Regions from separate parts of the Sus scrofa genome. Here region 1 is linked to region 2. The links are chromatin contacts, called in public HiChIP or PLAC-seq maps. All regions are on one chromosome and are shown on one strand. The core of a region is the stretch at or near the end of the contact, and the rest is flanking DNA. Distances in the headings are between cores, read along the strand shown. Region 1 holds the start of NMRAL1 (nmrA-like family domain-containing protein 1). Region 2 holds the start of GLYR1 (putative oxidoreductase GLYR1).

Region 1 (2,816 bases), core at 302-2,801, 320 kb after region 2:
TCAGGGAGGGCCTCCTGGAGGAAGTGATGATTATGTGGAGTGTTAGGGAATGAGTAGGAGTTGGCCCTATAAGGTGGTGGGAGGAAGGTATTCCAGGCGAACACCTGGAATGTGGTTAACAAATCCAACTAGGAGCCATGAGGTTGCAGATTTGACCCCTGGCCTCGCTCACTGGGTTGAGGATCCTGTGTTACTGTTGGCTGTGATGTAGGTTGCAGACGCGGCTCGGGTCCGCGTTGCTGTGGCTGTGGCTGTGGCGTAGGCCAGCGGCTGCAGCTCTGATTCGGCCCCTAGCCTGGGAACCTCCATATGCTGTGGGTGAGGCCCTAGAAAAGACAAAAAAAAAGAAAAAAAAGAGCCAGCATTTGTCGCTGCTGTGGCATGGGTTTGATCCCTGGCCTGGTAACTTCCACATGCCACAGGTGAGGCCAAAAAATAGATAAATAAATAAATACATGTATCTTATAATACCTAGACACCAATATTTTACATACATAAAATACACATGACCGGAGTTCCTGTTGTGGCTCAGTAGGCTACGAACCCAACTCATATCCATGAGGATGCGAGTTGGATCCCTGGCCTTGCTTAGTGGATTAGGGACCCCCACATTGCTGTGAGCTGTGGTGTTGGTCACAGACTCAGCTCAGATCCTGAGTTGCTGTGGTGTAGGCCAGCAGCTACAGCTCGGATTCGACCTCTAGCCTGGGAACTTCCATATGCCTCTAAAAAGGAAAAAAAAAACAAAACCCAAAACCAAAAACACATGGCCTTGTGGGTTATCTCTTGTGGGTTATCGCTACTACCAGATTCAGGAAAACCATCAGTTTTAGTTTGATTTCCCAGTAACTGCAGTGTCTAGTAGATGTTTAGGCAATCAATCAGCAAATATTTATTAAGCACCTACTTTGTGCCAGGTACTATTTTAGGCACTGGAAATTCATCAGTGCCTACTGTTATGAAGCTAACATTCCCAGAGGGGTCTGTACACACTTTGGAACAAATGAAGAAGGGAAAAAAAAAAATGAATGCTCTTATCTAGTCAGCAGTACATTTTTAGAAGAGGAGAGAAGAGAATCATTTCTGACTTTTAGAAGAATACAAAGAAATCTCTTTTCTCCTAAAAGAATTCAAACCCAGGCAAGTCGTGGCAACCTCAAATGTCAGCCATACAGCAACTCAAGAGCCTCGGGTGTTAACTCCTGGGTATAGATTTACTTATCTTTGAGTGACACCCTATAGTGCAGAGCTTCATGCAAGATTTAAAATTTTTGAAGTTCCTGCTGTGGTGAATCGGCATTGTAGCAGTCTCTGCAGTGCCAGCACCCAGGTTCAATCACCCGACCGGCACAGTGGATTAAAAGATCCAGCCACAGGTAGGTCGAAACTGCAGCTTGGATCAGATCACCGGCCAGCGAACTCCATACGCCATTGGCTGGCCAAAAAAGAAAAAAAAGATTGAAAAAATTTAATTATTTTGTTTGTTTATGCTTTGCGCAGTCTTCATCCCCAGCATCCAGCTAAGCAGCCCTCTGCGTGTCTGTTTAGGTCAGATCCGATTTACGCAAATTCGGTGTTACGAAGGCCTGGCGCTGACGGATGCTGACCTGATCTGAGTACACTGGGCCCGGGACGAACCATCTGTGCCCGCGGAGGGGGTGGTGGGTCAGCTCCGTTCAGAGTCACGACCAGGACGGCGGGGGCTCGGAAGCAGCCCACACTGCGGTTCTGTCACACAAGGTGGCCGAAAAAAGGTGGCTTTGCCAGGGTGCGACTGGAGCTTCGGGCGGGGGTGGACTCGGCTGCAAAAGCGGAGGCCCCCCTCCCTTTCCCCGACGATTTCCCACCTAGGCGGTGGCAAGGAGGTACACGCGACCTGGGGGAACCGGGGGTCGGGCTGGGAGGCCATGTCCGGTCCGAGGGGGTGGGGGTGGCGGGGTACCGACCTCTCCCGGCCGGACCGCCCCCTCGGTCCTACGCGGCGCGCGCGGGGTCGTTCCGGGCGGGGATGCCCGGCCTCGTCGCCGACTCTGCGCCTCTCACAGCGCTCAGACCTCTCCCGACCGCGTTTCCCGTTCCCGGTCGCATGGCGGAAAGGAAACTGGTGGTCGTGTTTGGAGCCACTGGTAAGGGACACCCCAAAAGGAGGCCGCGAGACGCAGGACCCCTCGCCAAGCCAGCCCAGGGGTCCGGCCGGCCCAGCCCCACAGAGCCAGGGCCCACTCTCAGCGCCAGGAGATGTACCCCGGGTCCTGGAGGGAGATGTGAGATGGCTCGGACCCCTGACCCAGGGTGGGGCCATGGAGCAGGACCTGAACGCTGATTCCTCTTGTAGTTTTTCAAAAATTAATTTCTTAACTTTGAACTACTAGTGATTGCACGTAACATCAGAATTAAATCTCCCTCCTACCTTTGCCCTAGAAACCCCACCCATTGCCTTTACCAGGTTTCTTTCTCTCTCTTTTTTTTTTGTTTTTGTCTTTTTGCCTTTTCTAGGGCCGCTCCCGAGGCACGTGGAGGTTCCCAGGCTAGGGGTCGAATCCAAGCTGTAGCCACCGGCCTATGCCAGAGCCACAGCCATGCGGATCGGAGCCGCGTCTGCAACCTACACCACAGATCACAGCAACACCGGATCCATAATCAACTGAGCAAGACCAGGGATCAAACCCACAACCTCATTGTTCCTAGTTGGATTTGTTAACCACTGCGCCACGACAGGAACTCCATTACCAGGTTTCTTGAGTCGTGCCTGATATTTAGATATATATAAAGATACTCTGGAGTTCAATGGTGGCTCAGTGGTAACGAACCAGACT
Region 2 (2,764 bases), core at 102-2,601:
AAATCATAGATTTGTATTTAAAACAACACAAAATAGTTACCAGTAAATGACACTTCCTGAAACTAGCTGATGGTACTTCAGCGAAACTGAATTCCAAAGAGAAACCAGGCTTCGGACAAGTCAGTTCGCTAAAAACTTCCCGTTTACACCCAGTCTCTGTATAACACGACACCTATGAGAGATGCCCGTGGACCTGCCACTCTTTCATGCAGGCGGTGACTCAAGAAAAGTCCCGGGTAAGTTAACACTTGACTTAGACTCCCTGGGTTCTCAAACTGAGATTGGAACCTTTTTAAAATGTTTTACATTCTATCTGCGATGGTGATATTTAGGCAGACGCTGTGCTAAACTGCTTGTTATTCAAGATTCCCCATTCAATGGTTTAGTTTGAACATACTGAAACTACGCTTAGCGTCTGCCTTCCTGTTGTCAAAACAGCCTGTTTCCAACTTCCCTAAAAGTGTCAAACCACAACAAAGCTTACGTGAGAGCCCAGTTCCCACAAAGACACGTACCTTTGTCCCCGGCGCGACGCAGGCTACGGCCCCGCGGGCCGCACTCGTTCCCCCGTGGCCGTCCTCATGCCGGCCCGGGAGCCCGGGCTGCCGCGCTGCTAGCGGCCGGCCACCGAGCCATGCCTCCCGGCGGTCGGCCGGCCCGCGCCACGGCCCATGGCCCGGTCCCCGCGCGCCCGGGGGGCCTCGCCGGCCGTGCCGACGCGCCGGCCCAGGAGGAAGCAGAGAGACGCCGGCTCCACGTCGGCCGGGCAACTTGGGACTTCGGGACGGGCAGCACTGCGCCCCAGGAGAACGTGCGACGCGGACGCAGGATCGGAGCCTCTCCCTGGACGCCGGCCGTTAGAAAGAGCGCTCCAAAGGACCTGTCCACCCTCCGAAGGACCTGTCCGCCCTCCGGGCGCGGCCGCGAAGAGCCCGTCGGGCGCGAGGCCCCGGGCGCGGGCGGAGGCTGGCTTCCAGGCCGCGCCGAAGTCCGTCAGGGCAGCTGCCGGCTCGGAGACGCGGGCGGCCCCGGGCCCGCGCAGGACTAACGGCCGTAACGGAAGCGCCGAGGGGGAGGGGCTGAAGGCCAGGGCCCTGGGGCGGAGCGGGCCGCAGGACCTGCTCCCTAGCTCGGGGACTCGCTCGCTCCGCCGGCCGCACCGTCGCCGCCGCCTCAGACCGCTGCGCTACGTTGTCACGAGCCGGAGGGAGGGGGAAGAAGCCGGGAGTCTCCGGGCTCCGGCGCGCGGAGACCGCGGCGCCCGGGTCACGTGCCGCTAGGCCGGCCTATGAGCCTGGGCGGGCGCGGTGACGTCAGAGCAGCGGCGTGTCCGGTTACGGTCAGCCCCCGTCACGTGACCGGGCTCACTCCAATGGGCGGCACCGGGACGACCTGATGTTCCCGGCTGCCCGTGCGCCGGCGGTGGTTGGGTGGTAAGATGGCGACTGTGAGTCTGCGGCTCGGCGATTTGGTGTGGTGAGTCCAGGCGGCCCGGGCCGAGTGATGTGCGCTGGGGAGTTGCCTCCCTGTGCGTGGGGTTCGCAGCCCGCCCCGGGGCTGCCTTTCTCTTCGCTTCAGGTGGCGGAGAGTGGGCGAGGCGGGGTGCGGGCGCTGGGAGCGACGCCGGGCGGAAGGGGCAGCCTGGCCCGGGGGGACTGAGGCCGAGGGTGGCCGCGGCGGACCCGGCTTTGAGCTGTGGAGAGGGCTGCGCACAGGACCCGGACTCCAGCGGCCACCGTTTGGGGAGTGCCCAGCGCCGCGCGGCTCCCGCGGACGCCCGGTCCTCGCCTCGGGGTCTGGTTGGGGCTCCCGGGAAAGCGGGAGAGCCGGGGAGCCTGCGGAGCCATCGCGTCCCAGCCTGCCCGTCGAAACCCGCCTTGCGATGGCACCGACCGGTGCGGGCGGCTCAGCCGGGAGTGTCGAAACCGGGCTGCTGGCACTGTCCTGTGAAGAAACGGAGTGGGGACTTCTCCTTTACAACTGGAGGTTTGGCAGGGACCAGTTTCTCCTTGGGTGCTTCCCCTGGTCTGCTTCTGTGTCCCAGACAACCGCCCGAACCAAGACTTACTGTCGCCGCCTCCCTCCAGCTGAGCTGCGTAGCTCATTTCTCAGTCTAGAGGAAGGATTTCCATTAGCATTTGTCAAAGCCGGGTTGGGGGATGAAACCAGACTTTGTAAGGGGAAGTCTGTGTTTACACAGCAGACCGTCCCGCCACCCTCGTCACGTCCCGGGGAGGTTCTGGACAAACGACTCTTGGTAGTTTTGTTTTTCTGTATCCCTTGTCACCGGAAGAATGCACACAAGTTTACAGTTTTGCATTGCATTTCTGAGGGGTTTGGGCCTCTTGGGCCCAGCTGTGGATGCCACAATAAGAACTTCTGGTTCCCAGCTTTTTCTATTCTGGCACTTGAGCGTCGAAGGGGAGATTTAGGAAAATAAATTGCATGTTGAGTGGGTTGAAGGAGACGGACTGGCCTTTCCAGGGCAAATGCTGACTCTTTGTGTTTTCTCTAGGGGGAAACTCGGCCGGTATCCTCCTTGGCCGGGAAAGGTGAGTGACTGGCGGACATCTGAAGTTGAGTTTGAGGAGGTGGAGAGTATAAGATGCAGTCCCTTGAATTCCTAACATTGAGTTTAACTGGGCCTATTTAAATAACATTGGAGAATTTTTTTTTCCTCCACTGTCAGTTTTTTTAGAAAAGGCAGTGTAATTTAAACCACGTCATTAAATCTACAGTATGTTATTGTTTCTTGAATCAGAGG

What was found. HiChIP or PLAC-seq counts read pairs in DNA pulled down with a chosen protein or histone mark.
Region 1: a contact with region 2 is called in an H3K27ac HiChIP or PLAC-seq map of alveolar macrophages. The contact joins the promoter of NMRAL1 here to the promoter of GLYR1 in region 2. A contact is called at or near these places in 1 of 5 promoter capture datasets (fetal liver) and 1 of 2 datasets of contacts at active chromatin or transcription factors (alveolar macrophages).

Annotation. Positions count from the first base shown.
Region 1 is chr3:37,870,317-37,873,132 of Sscrofa11.1, forward strand. NMRAL1 (nmrA-like family domain-containing protein 1) reads left to right here and starts at 1,552. Exons shown (of 6, transcript XM_003124636.6): 1 at 1,552-1,865; 2 at 2,046-2,126. The coding sequence starts at 2,087.
Region 2 is chr3:37,554,006-37,556,769 of Sscrofa11.1, forward strand. It overlaps GLYR1 (putative oxidoreductase GLYR1), which reads left to right and starts at 1,352. Exons shown (of 16, transcript XM_013995678.2): 1 at 1,352-1,476; 2 at 2,516-2,552. The coding sequence starts at 1,439. UBN1 (ubinuclein-1) reads right to left here and starts at 1,250. Exons shown (of 17, transcript XM_021086662.1): 1 at 516-1,250.